Regions from separate parts of the Sus scrofa genome. Here region 2 is linked to region 1. Evidence: chromatin contacts called from public Hi-C data. All regions are on one chromosome and are shown on one strand. Each heading gives the region's core, a stretch centred on a gene start, on an enhancer-like site or on the middle of the called end of the contact. The rest is flanking DNA. Distances are from core to core; before and after follow the strand shown.

The links. A called contact is a pair of places that touch in the nucleus more often than the background predicts.
Region 2: a Hi-C map of mesenchymal stem cells shows a contact between it and region 1, with 4 times the contacts expected there. The contact joins two enhancer-like sites. A contact is called at or near these places in 4 of 5 promoter capture datasets (fetal liver, fetal skeletal muscle, liver and 1 more), 16 of 47 Hi-C or Micro-C datasets (adipose tissue, alveolar macrophages, blood and 9 more) and 1 of 2 datasets of contacts at active chromatin or transcription factors (skeletal muscle).

The regions. Positions count from the first base shown.
Region 1 is chr14:56,130,169-56,137,889 of Sscrofa11.1, forward strand. No RefSeq gene overlaps it. Among named protein-coding and RNA genes, the nearest start is that of TOMM20, 21 kb to the left of the region's middle. Within about 2 kb of position 3,948, at least 4 of the 83 cell types and tissues checked have an H3K27ac peak or open chromatin away from gene starts, as enhancers often do. A contact at or near this core is called in embryonic fibroblasts and liver, where this site is marked.
Region 2 is chr14:56,642,916-56,650,636 of Sscrofa11.1, forward strand. No RefSeq gene overlaps it. Among named protein-coding and RNA genes, the nearest start is that of TARBP1, 23 kb to the right of the region's middle. Within about 2 kb of position 3,851, at least 55 of the 83 cell types and tissues checked have an H3K27ac peak or open chromatin away from gene starts, as enhancers often do. A contact at or near this core is called in embryonic fibroblasts and liver, where this site is marked.

The DNA.
Region 1 (7,721 bases), core at 2,698-5,197:
ACAAATAAAAATTGTATGTATTTAAGATGTGCAGTGTGATGCCTGATGTATGTAGGCATTGTGCAATAATTACCATCAAGCTAGTTAACATATCCATCACCTCACAGTTTCCTTTCATGTGTTTAAGTTTTTTGTTTTATTTTGTTTTTAGATTACACATGTAAGTGAGATCAAGCAGTATTTGTCTGTCTGGCTTTTTTCTGCAACGAGTTCACCCATGTTGTTGGAAATGGCAGAATTGCCTATTCTCAGTTCTTGCGAATAGTGCTGTAAGGCACGTGAGGGTGCAGATGCCTTTTTAGGAGAGCAATTTCATTTCCTTCAGATACAAACCTAGAAGTGGGTTACTTGGTGACGTAGTACTGTTTTACATTTTTTGAGACCTCTCCATACGGTTTGCCATAGTGACTGCACTAGTTTCCCACCAGTGGTGCACAAGGGTTCCCCTTTCTCCATCTCCTTGAAAACAGCCATCTCTTGTCTTGATGATGGCCATTCTAACGGGTGTGGCCTTGAGTCACATTTCCCAAATGACTAGTGACGGAGAGTACCTTTTTCATATACTTGGTCATTTGGATGTCTTTGGAAAAATGTCTATTTAAGTAAACCCTTTGCCCATTTTATTATTAGTATTATTTTGCTATTGAGTTGAATGAATTCCATATATTGGGGGGATATTAACCCCTTTTCAGATAAATAGTTTGCAAATATTTTCTCCCATTGCCTTGGTCGCCTTTTCGCTTTGTTGATAGTTTCCTTTACTGTGCAGGAGCTTTTTAGCTGGATGTAGTCCCATTTGTTTTGCTGCCTAAACATTTGGTGTCGGAGTTCCCGTCGTGGTGCAGTGGTTAACGAATCTGACTAGGAACCACGAGGTTGCGGGTTCGATCCCTGCCCTTGCTCAGTGGGTTAATGATCCGGCATTGCCGTGAGCTGTGGTGTAGGTCGCAGACGCGGCTCGGATCCTGCGTTGCTGTAGCTCTGGCGTAGACAGGTGGCTACGACTCCAATTAGACCCCTAGCCTGGGAATCTCCATATGCCACGAGAGCAGCCCAAGAAAAGACAAAAAAAAAAAAAAAAAAAAAAAAAAACATTTGGTGTCAAATAGAAAAAATCATCAAGTCTGATACTGAGTCCTATTTGCTTCCAGGAGTTTTGTAGTTTCAGCTCCACAATTAAGTCTCATCCATTTTGAATTGATTTTTGCATATAGTACTAGGTAAGAATCCAATTTCATTCCTTGACATGTAGACATCCAGTTTTCCTAACACCAATTATTGAAGAGTCAGGATTTGAATTTCTTTAAGAAGGGGACCTCGTAGTTCCCGTTGTGCCTCAGCGGTAATGAACCTGAACAGCATTTGTGAGGATATGGGTTCGATCCCTGACCCTGCTCAGTGGGTTAAGGATCCGCGGTTGCTGTGAACTGCGGTGTACATCACCCCTGAGGCTTGGATCCTGTGGTGCTGTGGCTATGGTATAGGCCAGCAGCAACAGCTCTGACTCAACCCCTAGCCTGGGAACCTCATATGCTGCAGGTGTGTCCCTATAAAAAACAAAAAGAGGAGTTCCCATTGTGGCTCAGCGGTAACGAACCTGACTAGTAACCTGGATGCGGGTTTGACACCTGACCTCACTCAGTGGGTTAAGGATCTGGCCTTGCCATGAGCTGTGCTGGTTGCAGACTTAGCTCAGATCTGGCTTAGATCTTGGCTGTGGCTGTGGTGTAGGCCGGCAGCACTGATTTGACCCCTGGCCTGGGAACTTCCATATGCTGCAGTGTGGCCCTTAAAAAAGTTTTTTTAAAAAAAGAAGGGGACCTGACACACTATTTGGCTGCCTTACCTATTTGATAGGATAAAGGAGTTAGGACTGCTTTTTGTTTTATTTTAAACAATGGGGAGTACTTTTCACCACAGATGAGAGATGATGAACAAAGCGGCCACTCTATAAGGCAAACTGCACATAGAATGGATGCTCATTTCTCCCCCTCGCTCCTTTTATTTGGTCTCTTTAGGGCCACACCCACAGCATATGGCAGTTCTGCCGGCCTACACCACAGCCACAATGATGTCAGATCCGAGCCTCTTCTGCCACCCACACCGAAGGTCATGGCAACACTGCATCTTTAACCCACTGAGCAAGACCAAGGATCGAAACCTCATTCTTACGGATACTAGTCTGGTCCATTAATGCTAAATCACAACGGGAACTCCCTCTATGCTCATTTCTTAAGAAGCAGTCAGGACCAGGGGTTGGAGAGCAGGTCACCTCGGGGCTGGAATCAAGCTGGGTGAGATCCAGAGGCTGTGGGGAGTGGAGAGTGAACCTCTGCTAGAACTTGCTACTCTAGAGAGTGTTTCCAGAGTCTCCACTCTTCCTGGGTGGTTTCCTCATCTCTGGCCTCAGTGGCACCTGTATTTGATGACCCCTCCTGAGCCCAGGTGGGTAAGGCTCACTGCTTGTTGGCATCATGTGGGCATCCATAGGCACCTCAGGTGACGTGTCAGAGTTGAATTCATTCCCCTGAACCTGCTGCTTCTGCACTGTCCTCTGCCTGGCTGTTACCTACTCACCTCAATTCCCTCAGTGAGGAGCCTCACCCCCATCCCTCATTCTTACTCTAATCCATTCACTAGGTCATTTATAGAGTTATGGCCTGGCCACATCCCCTCAGCCATTCTGCTGCCCAAGCACTTACTCTGAAGCATTTTGTCCCTTGTGTAGCATCCAAGGCCCTTATAATCCTGACTAATGAACTCTAACATCCTTCAGATGACCTCCTCCCCTCCCAGACACACAAACAAGCTCTGGTCAAACCAAACCAACTTCCCCCATAAGTGCCTTCCTCATCCTGTCTATTGGCTCAGGGCCTTTGCACATGCTATGTGCCCTATGCTATGGGCCAAGAATCTCTAGGTGGATGAAACTGTCCAGGTCCCCTCTGGTTTTACCATCAGATTGGGAGAGAAGAGTGAAGCCTTCCTAGGTACAGGGTTAGGTGCCATTTATTGGAGATTCTGTGGAACCCTGGGATATTGTAGCCATGGCACTTAGCCAGTTTACCATAATTTCTTGGTAACTTGTCCTTCTTTCCCACTAGACTATTCCTAAAGACGTGTCTTATTGGTCCTTAGATTTCCCAGCATAAAGCATCATTAAATGCTTAGTAAATATTTAATACATTGGCGTTCCTGTTGTGGCTCAGTGGTTAACAAATCCAAATAGGAACCATGAGGTTGTGGGTTCAATCCCTGGCCTCGCTTAGTGGGTTGAGGATCCAGCATTGCCGTGAGCTGTGGTGTAGGTCGCAGATGTGGCTCGGATCTGGTGATGCTGTGGCTCTGGTGTAGGCCGGTGGCCACAGCTCTGACTGGACCCCTGGCCTGGGAACCTCCATATGCCTCAGGAGTGGTCCTAGAAAAGGCAAAAAGACAAAAATAATAATAATACATTAATGAAAATTAAAATGGACAGAAGTAGGTTGGGAATTTTTTGCAATGAAATTCATATAAAAGATTCTTTGACATTACACAGGCAAGGTAGGTGGGAGAAAAAAGTATGTGACTGTGAGGAGTGATGAGGTCTATTTTAAAAGCTGCCAAGTCCCTGAGTTAGAAATACACAGGGTTTGAGAATAGAAAGGAACATACTGGTTTGATTTTCCTCATATTTCTTGACAGGCTCCTGGCTTAACAAAAAGCAAACAAAACAAAACAAAAAAAACCCCAAAACAGTTTTAAAAGCAAATCTGGCAGCCATTGAAGTAGCATTTATAAGATTAAAAAAGCAGCTTAGAGTCATTCTAAACCATTCATCCTGTTGTTGAAATGTTGTCAAATGGCAAATTATGTGTAGTTACCATTTAAATCTGCTATTCTGTGGATAGTCCATACTCTGCCCAACTGCTTTGAAAGGACAGGATTGTTTTCCAGTTTGTCACCTTGCCCTTGAGCAAGAAGAACCTTTACGCAGTCCAGTCATCAAGGTTGCATCTCGCGTAGAGAACTTCGAAGACTTGGAATCTTTCACAGATGACTCATTTTGAAATTTACATCATATTTAGGAAAAGAGGCCAGCTGAAACGAACATGCCCACACTAAATACTTGGTGGTGAAAGACAAGACTTTGCAAATATTCTTTAACTTTCTAGGTATTGTACTAGACATTCAACAAGCTCAATGTATTTTATTGAGCTTTTTTTTTTTTTTTTTTTTTTTTTGCTTTTTTTAGGGCCACACAGGCAGCATATGGAAGTTCCCAGGCTAGGGGTCCAATCAGAGCTACAGCTGCTCTCCACAGCCACAGCCACAGAGGATTCTGAGCTGCATCTGCAACCTACACCACAGCTCACGGCAACTCCGGATCCTTAACCCACTGAGCGAGGCCAGGGATCACACCCACAACTTCATGGTTCCTAGTTGAATTCATTTCCACTGTGCCACGACGGGAACTCTAGCCAGTGCAATTTAAACAGTATTACTAATTGTAATATAGGAGTGACTAGTCTAGGTCGTAGATATTCTGGTTTGTCTTGTCTGATCTTAGGTGATTTAATTTCTTGGATACTTTATTACTTAGAAATGCTTTCTCAGCCTTGGGTCCTCATCAGTAAAATGGAGAAAAAGTGGAATGATGTATTGCAGTCATTTGCTTTCTTCCCTGATAGACCAGAAATTTTCTCACTTTTTTTAGATCCTGAATATCTCCTCTGGCTTGTCAATAGGCAGATGGTAAATAGTTAACTGAATTGAAATCAAGGAGAATAGACTTGTTAATTGGACCTGAATTAAAATATTCTAGCACCTCACAAAATTAGAGATGACTTTCTTTTCTGGGCTGGACCTTGCACTCTTTCTTTTAATTAAAGAGAGACAAGTTTCAGAAGTCGGCCAGAATGTTTTTACTACCCCTTTGTTTTTTTGGGGGGGTTATTTGTTTGCTTTTTAGGGCCACACCTGTGGTGTACTAGAGCGAATAGAGGTTCCTAAGCTAGGGGTTGAATCAGAGTGGAGCTGCAGCTGCTGGCTTACACAACCACAGCAATGCCAGATCCAAGCTGCGTCTGTGCCATAGCTTGCAGCAATGTGGGATCCTTAACCCCCTGAGCAAGGCCAGGCATCGAACCTACATCCTCAGATCCTAGTCGGGTTAGTAACCTGCTGAGCCACGATGGGAACTCTCTTTACTACCTCTTTGTTTTATCAAAGACAATGCCAAGACAAATGCAGATATTTCTGTTAATGCTTTTGGACCTCAGCTAAACCTGAGATTTCTTCCTAATGCTGTTGGACCCAGGGATTCCTCGATTTTGAGAGCAGACATAGGTGTTTATCTGAGGCTCACACCAAACTGTCATGGAGTAGAGGGAGGTTGGGCTAGGGAGGGGTCTCACACTTGATTTCCTTGTGGAGAAACTGATGGCCTGTAATCCTTTCATTTCATTTGGGCCTCGGACGGGGAGTATTTCTCTTGATTTTCAGTAGAAATGCAAAAGGGCCAGTCAGCATGCTTTCTAAATAAAGATGGACTTTGGACTGGAAATTTGCAGTCCAAATTACATGTGGATTTTCTTGGTCCACATGTAACTTCTCTCCTGCAGAAGGACATGCAGATCTTGGTGTATTTGCTTTAGAAAAACAGACACTATTAATATTCTACCTGTTCCCTACAAAAAAAAAAAAAAAAAAAAAAGAATCATTCCATGCAATGCCTCCAGGTGACAGGGTTAACTCAGGCTGCATGGGAAGCTGGGAAGCTGGAAGCACTGGGTCATCTTGGGGTGGGGTGGGGCTGTCACTCAGTTCCATTGATTCCCTCCTCATCTGGGCTGCCCCACAGGCTGGTCAGCCCAGACAACACATCTTCCTTTAGGATACGCCTAGTATCTTGTCTTCTCTGTGCATCTCACCTTCATATGTCCTCAGAGAGGTTCTGGAGTGGTCTGTACAGAGAGTCACACACAAAGACACCTCAGAGGCCAGTGACCTCATCCACGGTGGCCCTGAGCTTGGCCAGATCCATGCTGCTTGGGCTGGAAAGGCTGGTTTTCATTCAACACGTTTGGCCATTCAGTCCTTCTGTTAGGAAGATGCTTAAAACTCATGAGTTCTTTTTCAGGGCTGACGGCATGCTTCAGCAGCGATCCCTTTAAGAGATATTTAGAATGTCCTGCATTCCTAAGACTGCTTCAGAGAAATAACAGCTGAAAGTAAATGATAGCTTCTGTTAGAATTCTAGAATTCTAGCCTGATCTTAAGTCTTTTGATGCCAATTTTAAGAATCACCAGGAATGGGAGTTCCCATTCGTGGCTCAGCAGTTAATGAACCCGACTAGTATCCATGAAGACTCAAGTTCGATCCCTGGCCTTACTCGGTGGGTTAAGGATCTGGCGTTCCCATGAGCTATGGTGTAGGTTGCAGACGTGGCTTGGATCCCGAGTTGCTGTGGCTCTGGCATAGGCCGGCGGCTACAGCTCCAATTAAACCTCTAGCCTGGGAACCTCCATATGCCTCGGGTGTGGCCCTCAAAAGACAAAAAAAAAAAAAAAAATCACCAGGAATCAAGTGTTCCCTTATTTTAGTTTATCTTATGCTCTCTTTATTTTTTTATTTTTTTGTCTTTTTGCCATTTCTTGGGCCGCTCCCGCGGCATATGGAGGTTCCCAGGCTAGGGGTCTAATCGGAACTGTAGCTGCCAGCCTACGCCAGAGCCACAGCAACGCAGGATCCGAGCCGCATCTGTAACCTACACCACAGCTCACGGCAACGCCGGATCCTTAACCCACTGAGCAAGGGCAGGGACCGAACCTGCAACCTCATGGTTCCTAGTCGGATTTGTTAACCACTGCGCCACGACGGGAACTCCCTTTTATGCTCTCTTTAAATACTGTGCTGTAACATAAAAGACATAGCCCTGCATCTGTGTAATGTTTTTACGGCTCTAGATGTTTTATCATTGACTTAAAGCCCTGAGGGAGGTAGGATGGGACTGTGAAGGGAGTTGTTCGGAATCACTGAATTAGTGGTTAAAATGAATTCAGGCTCATCTTCCTGGTTTGTACCCACCGACCCATCTTAACCCCAGGTCATGCTACATCATGATACTTCAAAGACAATAAAGTAATAAATATCCTATCTTAATAGGATGCACATTTAGAAACTTGCTTGGTGGTTTCCTCTGGTAGGAGGTAAGCTTTAGGACAGCAGCACCTTTCGACAATTTTTTCTTTGCTGTATCCCGGTTTCTGGCACAAGATGGGCACTTCAATAAAAGCTAAATGAATGAATTAATTAAAAAGACATAAGGGGAATTCCCACTGTGGCACAGGAGGTTAAGAATTCGACTGCAGGAGTTCCCATTGTGGTTCAATGGAAACAAATCTGACTAATATCCATGAGGACACAGGTTTGATCCCTGGCCTTGCTCAGTGGGTTAAGGATACAGCTTTGCTGTGAGCTGTGGTGTAGGTCACAGATGTGACTTGGACTGGGCGTTGCTATGGCTGTGGCGTAGGCCAGTGGCTACAGCCTTGATTTGACCCATTAGCCTGGGACCCTCCATATATCATGGGTGTGGCCCTAAAAAGACAAAAAAAAAAAAAAAAAAAAATCTGACTGTAGTGGCTCCTTTTCCTGCAGAGGTGCAGATTGGATCCCCAGCCCTGCCCAGGGGGTTAGAGGATTGAGCGTTGGGAGTTCCTGTTGTGACTCATGGGAA
Region 2 (7,721 bases), core at 2,601-5,100, 510 kb after region 1:
TTTTTTTTTTTTTTTTTTTTGCTTTTTAGGGCCAACCTGTGGCGTATGAGGTTCCCAGGCCAGGGCTTGAATCGGAGCTGCAGCTGCTGGCCTATACCACAGCCACAGCAATGTCAGCTCTGAGACATGTCTGTGACCTACACCACAGCTCACGGCAACGCCAGATCCTTAACCCACTGAGCAAGGCCAGGGATCAAACCTGCATCCTTATGGATACTAATCAGATTGTTTCCACTGAGCCACGAAGGGAACTCCAAGGGGCAAGCATTGCAGCCACTGCAGCAAAGGGTCCAAGGTCCCAGGTCCCAGCCTGGCCCAGAGGATGGAGGATGGTGCCACATATCCCTGGCCTGGAGAAAGGTCACAATTCAAAATTCGAAGAATGCATTTCTACTGAATGCATATCACTTTCAAACCATCATGAAGTCAGAACTCATTAAGTCAAAGCATTGTAAGGGAGGTACTGTTTCCTACACTCTCTTTCCGAGGACCAGCTATTTATTTAGACTTCCACCATTTAGGGAAAGAGAAACTTATATATATAATTAAAATACAGCTATAGGAGTTCCCGTCGTGGCGCAGTGGTTAACAAATCCGACTAGGAACCATGAGGTTGCGGGTTCGGTCCCTGCCCTTGCTCAGTGGGTTAATGATCCAGCGTTGCCGTGAGCTGTGGTGTAGGTTGCAGACGCGGCTTGGATCCTGCGTTGCTGTGGCTCTGGCGTAGGCCAGTGGCTACAGCTCCGATTAGACCCCTAGCCTGGGAACCTCCATATGCCACGGGAGCGGCCCAAAGAAATAGCAAAAAGACAAAAAAAAAAATACAGCTATAACATATTAAAGTATATATTATATATGTATATATAGTTAATATTTTAGAGATTATTTATTTATTTATTCATTCATGCACTTATTTTACAGCCACACCTGCGACATATGGACGTTCCTAGGCCAGGAGTCGAATCGGAGCTGCAGCTGCCAGCCTACACCACGGCCAAGGCAACATCGGATCCAACTGCATCTGTGACCTACATGGCAGCTTGAGGCAACACCTGATCCTTAACCCACTGAGCGAGGCCAGGGATTGAACCTGAATCCTCACAGAGACAATGTCATGTCCTTAACCCACTGAGCCACAATGGAACTCCAGAGAATATTTAGAGAATATTTTTCTCCCTTATTCCTTTTCCCCAGCCTGATGGATATTTGGGCCACCATTGCCAGCCGGCAAGCGGAGAGAGCCACCTCCGTTTTACACAGTAGTTTGAACTTGAATTCTTGCAAGATCTTTGGATGCTCCTTGAGCCTGGTCACTTCAAAATTCCCCTAATTCCCCTTCACTAAACTGGTTATTTCAAGCTGGTTGTACAGAGGATCTTAATGGTTTAAGACAAAACAAAACACTCCCTACTTTTCCATGCCATTAAAAGAACATTTTCATTGGGAGTTCTCTCTGTGGCTCAGTGGTTAACAAACCTGACTAGGATCCATGAAGACACAGGTTCGATCCCTGGCCTGGCTCAATGGGTTAAGGATCTGGTGGTGCCGTGACCTGTGGTGTAGATTGAAGACACGGCTTGGATCTGGCATTGCTGTGGCTGTGGTGTAGGCTGGCAGCTGTAGCTCCAATGTGACCCCTAGCCTGGGAACCTCCGTATGCTGCAGGTGCGGCCCTAAAAAAAAAACAAAAACAAACAAACAAACAAAAAAACCCCCACAACTTTGTGTCCTTCCTCTGAGGGCCGGGGGCAGGAATAGTGGAGTGAGCTAATACAGGCGACTTAGAGATGGTCGATCTTTGGGATCTGCACTGATGGGCCGGCCCGGGGCCCTGCCTAACGAGGACTCTTTGAGGCGTTCCTAGTTAGCGGGTATATAGTACTGTAGAAACCCAAATTGCTTCTGAAAACAATAAGACAATTTCTCAAAAGGACCTCCGTCCTGTCAGTATTTTACAGGGATTCCATCTCAAGCAGCTTTATACAGCCATTATCACTTAATTACCAAGATAAATCTCACCAGCAACTTCCATAACTTCTTTTGCAAATGAATATGCCCACCTCTTATATCATCTGTCCCCTTCTGCTCTGTCCCCCACAGTGGCTGAGATCTGCCCAGGCTCCTATCCTCCCAGTGTCACCCCAGGCCGGCCTGCACCTGGGACCCGGCCCTGCCGAGGCTACGGAATTGTACGTGGTTCCCGCTCAGACCCACAAATCCCTGCTGGCCTCGGCAGGGCAGGCGCATGGCAGGAACCTGGCTCCATCTGCTTGCGAGGCTCACAAACCACGGTGAGCTTTTTAGTGATCTGAGGCCAAGTTTCCGGTATGTAATGAAAACTGAAACCCGGTTTTGGGTTTCCTTACCAAATTCACACACAGCTAGTCATGACAAGGGACTAAGTGTGAGGTGGCAAGGAGAGCAGCACCCAGGGACAGCCGGGACACACAGCGTTCAGGGCTATTTCTAGCCTGGCCACCGACTTGTTGTGTGGCCTGAGGCCCGTCACCTACCCTCCCTCCCTGTGGTTCACTTTCCCCAGCACTGAGAGGGGGCTTTTTACCAGAATGTACATTTCTGGTATGGGAAGGTGTTTTGAATTCCTCTGAATCTCTTTTAATTATAGCACTCACACCTGAGACTACTACAGCCATCTTGTGTGTGTGTGTGTTGTTGAATTTTTAAATAAAATTGAAACAAAATCTAGGATATTTATCTAGGCCCTCCATCTGTCTTCTGAAGTCTTGCTCTTATTTCTCTCTAGGCTTCAGCTTTTGATTTCAGACACACATAGACTTACAACTTATGGAGAATGCTGGAAAAGGAATTCCTGCCTTATTTAGACGGTTTATCTAAATGACCTCCTAGGAGTTCCTCTATGGCTCAGTGGGTTAAGGACCTGGCATTGTCACTGCAGCTGCTTGGGTTGCTGCTGTGATGTGGGTTCAATCCCTGGCCAGGGAGCTTTCACATGCGGGGGGGGGGGGGGGGGTGGCGGCCAAAAATAAATAAATAAATAAATAAATAAATAAATAAATTCCCAAATCCCTCTCGTCTCGAAGGTTCTGTGAGTCCATGACATGCCTTGGTGAAAGAGAACAAACCAGGCTTTGAAGTCAGGCATAACTGGGTCTGTCTCCTAGTTCTCACATTTACTGGCTGTGTGACTTCAGGCAAGCTCCTTAACCTCTCTGAACTGAGGTTTCTCATCTGAAAACCTGGGCCAGTGCCAACCACTAAATTGTCAGGAAGATGAAATAATAAAGTACTTTTAAAACATACAACAGAAGGCCTAGCAAATAGTAGGTGCCAAGGTAGATATTAGAGTCTGCTTTTCTTTATTCACACAAGTCTCTGAATGGGTAAAAAATGTAGGCCCTCAACTATTGGAATATCGCTTCTGTCTTCCACTCCAGGGCCCTACTTCTGAAAGAGAAAGAAAGAAGGAAATAAACGGAAACTCTCAAAGGCCTTTCTGAAAGCATCACCCATCTATTGAAATGTGCTTTCCATTCAAAAACTAGGTTATTCATTATTCATCTTATTGGAACTGAAAAGAAGGAAAGAGTTCACTGCTTACAACCCAGCCTTGACCACTGCTTGATTTCCATCATTTCCTGGTATCTATGTAATATGTCCCAAGTGTGAGATTGGCCATGTTGAGAGGCGAGCAAACTTCAGACTGAATGACCGTCCATAATGCCCTGGAATGAATGTTCCCTTTCCTAGCATTTCCACTCCAGGCAGTGCATTTCTGGGGAATTATTTCACTGCCTGGGTGGCCAGAGTCCCTTGGCCTTCAGCCTCATGGCTCACTGCACCACGCTGGGCAAGCAGTAACCGCCCAAAAATGCGAGTCTTTCTTTCATGCCCCAGTGGCATGAGTAACATCATTAACTCTTCAGGGCTGAGGTTTGGGATTACGTAAAAATTTTACACCCCACTGTGTTAGCTGTCAGAATACCAGAGTAACAAAGTGTCTGCAGAGTTCCTTTCCGTGCCAGAAATGTGGTTGCCTGACCTAATAAACAATCCTTGGGATATTTTTTTCCAAGCGATTCTATTTCAGCAGGATTGTGGGTTTCAAAATGGAAGCTAAGTCCTACAGACTTCAAGATCCAGGGAGAACAAAAATGCAAGAAGAAACTGGGCTTTGAAACTCTCCAGACAAGGGGAAAATGCTGCTGACGTGTCCCCTGGAAGGACAGCACAGGAAGAGCACAGCTGTGCAGTGTGGTGTTTCACATGCTCTTCTATACACAGGTTTTCTAAAGTGTAAGGGGAAAAAAACCCGTACAGGGCGCTCCCCTAAGAGGAGCCGCACAACACGTTTTCTCTGGGCCCTGGGCCAGCGCGGGGACCAACCAGAGGCCGGCGCAGAAGCACTGTGGATGCCGCGCGCCATCTGGTGGCCTGAAGCTGATATTGCGCGCTCTCTCCGGCCTTTGACTCCATTGATTTGCAGAATTTAATAGGCTAGTATTCTGGAGCTGCTTTTTTTTTTTTTTTTTTTTTAATCTTTTTATTTACTTTTTAATGATTTTTATTTTTTCCATTATGATTGGTTTACAGTGTTCTGTCCATTTCTATTGTACAACAAAGAGATCCAGTCATCCATATATATATATTCTTTTTCTCATATTATCCTCCATGATGTTCCATCATAAGTGACTATGTATAGTTCCCTATGCTATACAGCAGGATCTCATTGCTTAATTTATTTTATTGGAGTGTAGATGATTCACAATGTTGTGTTAATTTCTGCTGTTCAGCACAGTGATTCAGTTATACATATATATTCTTTTTCATTGTGTTTGATCACAGGATATTGAACCTAGTTCCCCACGCTGTACAGCAGGACCTTGTTTATCCATTCTATCTAGAATAGTTTGCATCTGCTAACCCCACTCTCCTACTCCATCCCTCCCTCAGCCCTCCTTCCCCTTGGCAACCACAAGTTGATTCTCTATGTCTGTGGGTCGGTTTCTGTTTCATAGATAAATTCATTTGTGTGATATTTTATATTCCACATAAAAGTTATATTATATGATATTTGTTTTTTCACTGTCTAACTTCACAAAGTATGATAATCTTTATATCCATCCATGTTGCTACAAAAGGCATTCTTTCCTTCTTTTTTATGGCTGAGTCATATTCCATTGTAGATATGTGTCCTCTGCTGATGGACATTTAGGTTGCTTCCAAGTCTTGGCTACTGAGAATAGCGCTGCTATGAATATAGGGGTGCATTATCTTTTCAAATCATAGTTTTGTCCAGATAGATGCCCAGGAGTGGGATTACTGGATCATACAGCGACTCTATGTTTAGTTTTTTGGGAACCTCCACACGGTTTTCCATAGTGGCTGCACCATTTTACATTCTATTGTGAGCTTTCTGTTCTGCTGAGGAGGGGACTGATCACCGGGGGGTCTGAAAGGAAGACACCAAGAGCCAGCTTTTCTAAATTCCGCTCCTTATTCTGCAATAGGAAATTCGAGGACTCGGGCTCTCCTCGGAGGTAATGATGGTCCTCTGGGACAGCACCAGGAGCCCTTAGCTCCAGCCCCAACCAGCCTCCTATGTCCTCCTGTCCAGGTCATGATGGCACAGGTTTGGGCATGAGAGCCTGGAAACCTCTTAGGTTCTCTTCTCCAGCCTTCTGAATCCTACGCTCTTTCAAGGTTGCTTCATGGCATCTGCACATTCTCAGAACAGCTGCTTCATTTTCGGCTCACACGAGTGTTCCCAAAGCATATTCCAAGAATACTGACTTACCTATTCAGAATTCTATCTTAAAAAAAAAAAAAAAGTCCCTCCAAGTTTTCGAAACCGAGTCACACCCAGCCAGTTAAGACAGGTGTTACTGTGGGACCTCTCAAGCGCTTTGACATACCGAGATTATAGAGGGTATTAAGAAGGAACGAGGGTTTGTTATAGTTTCCAAAGTCGTTCAACGTCGAAACCTTTCCTCCACCCCCACTTTCAAGTGCTTCTTGAAGTAAGCACACTTGACAAAGTGACTTTAGTGAGATATTGATCTATCGTACTCCCTTGACCCATGATTAAATAGCCATCTTTTCAAAAGTGAAAGACATTTGTGGTGATTGTGTTTTGGCTGCCATAACAAAGCATCACACACCGGTGACATAAACAGCCAGGATGTATTTTCTCACAATTTCTTCGGAGGCTCCTCTCCCTGGCTTCTCTTCTCCCTATATGTTCACGTGGTCCTTCCTCTTTGTGTGTCTGTGTTCAAATCCCCGTTTCTTTCTTTTTTTAAAATTTTTTATTTATTTTATTTTTGGCTTTTTAGGGCATACGGAGGTTCCCAAGCTAAGGGTCAAATTGGAGCTGAAGCTGCAGGCTACACCACAGCCATAGCAACGCAGGATCCAAGCCGAGTCCGCAACCTACACCACAGCTCACAACAATGCTGAATGAATCCATAACCCACTGAGAGAGGCCAGGGATCCAACCTGCATCCTCACAGATACTAGCCAGATTCGTTACCACTGAGCCACCATGGGAACTCCCAAATCTCCTTTTCTTATGGGGCCACCATTGTATTGGACGAAGGTCCATCCTAATGACCTCATTTTAATCTGCTCTTTAAAAACTCCATCTCCAAATACAGTCCCATTCTGACATGGGAATCTTGAGGAGAAACAATTCAACTCATAAGAGTATCTTATTTGTAAATCTGTTAGAGAAATTTGTGCTTCAGGGGGAAACTGCTTTCTTTAGAACAGGCCCGCCACTTGGCTTTATAAATAAAGTTTTATTAGCACAAAGCCACCCTCATTCATTCTCTAGGGTTACTTTCTTGTTCAACAGTAGAGCTGAGGAGTTGTAACAAAGGCCACGTGGCTTGCAACCTAAAATATTTACTGTTTGGCCCTTGAGAGAAAAAGTTGGCCCACTTTGGTCTGGAGCACAACCCTCAGGGTCATCTAATTCTGACGAGATAGGGGCTCTGTGGTTTTCATTGCTTCTGAGTTATTTCACAGCCATTGATAATGGAGATAATGGAGAGCAAGGGGAAATAATCCTTGCCCAGAAATGTGAAGATGCCAGCTTTGCCTCCATTTGCTCATTCCTTTCAGCCTTGCTCATCTACAGATCTTCTCTGGATTCCCTTTTGAACAGGTTGTGACCGCTTAACCGCTCCCTTGCTGAGCATGACTTAAGTGAAATCTTAAGCATACGTTCATTTTGTATTTGGATAAGCGTAATCCTTTTACCTTTGTGAAAATTTTCCTTTAACATATCAATGTTCTTATTATTGGGTGGGATCATAGCATTGGGATTATAAAGGACAATGTTTTTGTTCTTAAAAGATACATACTGAAGCATTTAGGGTGGGGGGTTATGAGGTCTACACTTGACTTTCACATGTTTGACATGTGTGTGTACATTCTCACAGATATTACACACACACACACACACACACATATACATAGAGAGAGAAAGTATATATAGTAAAACATTAACAATCAGAGAATCTAGGTGAAAGTCATAAGATGTCCTTGAATGGTATAGTATTCATTCAACTTTTCTATAGGCTCGACAACTTTCAAAATTAAAAAAATGGAAAGATAAATTTATGTCACATTCCCAGCTAAGCCTGTAGCTGGTGGGTGTCCTGTACATCTGGATGTTTCTCAGCACTTCAGAGAGCAGCCAACTACAGACAACTTGGCATCTCACTCTTGGCAATGGG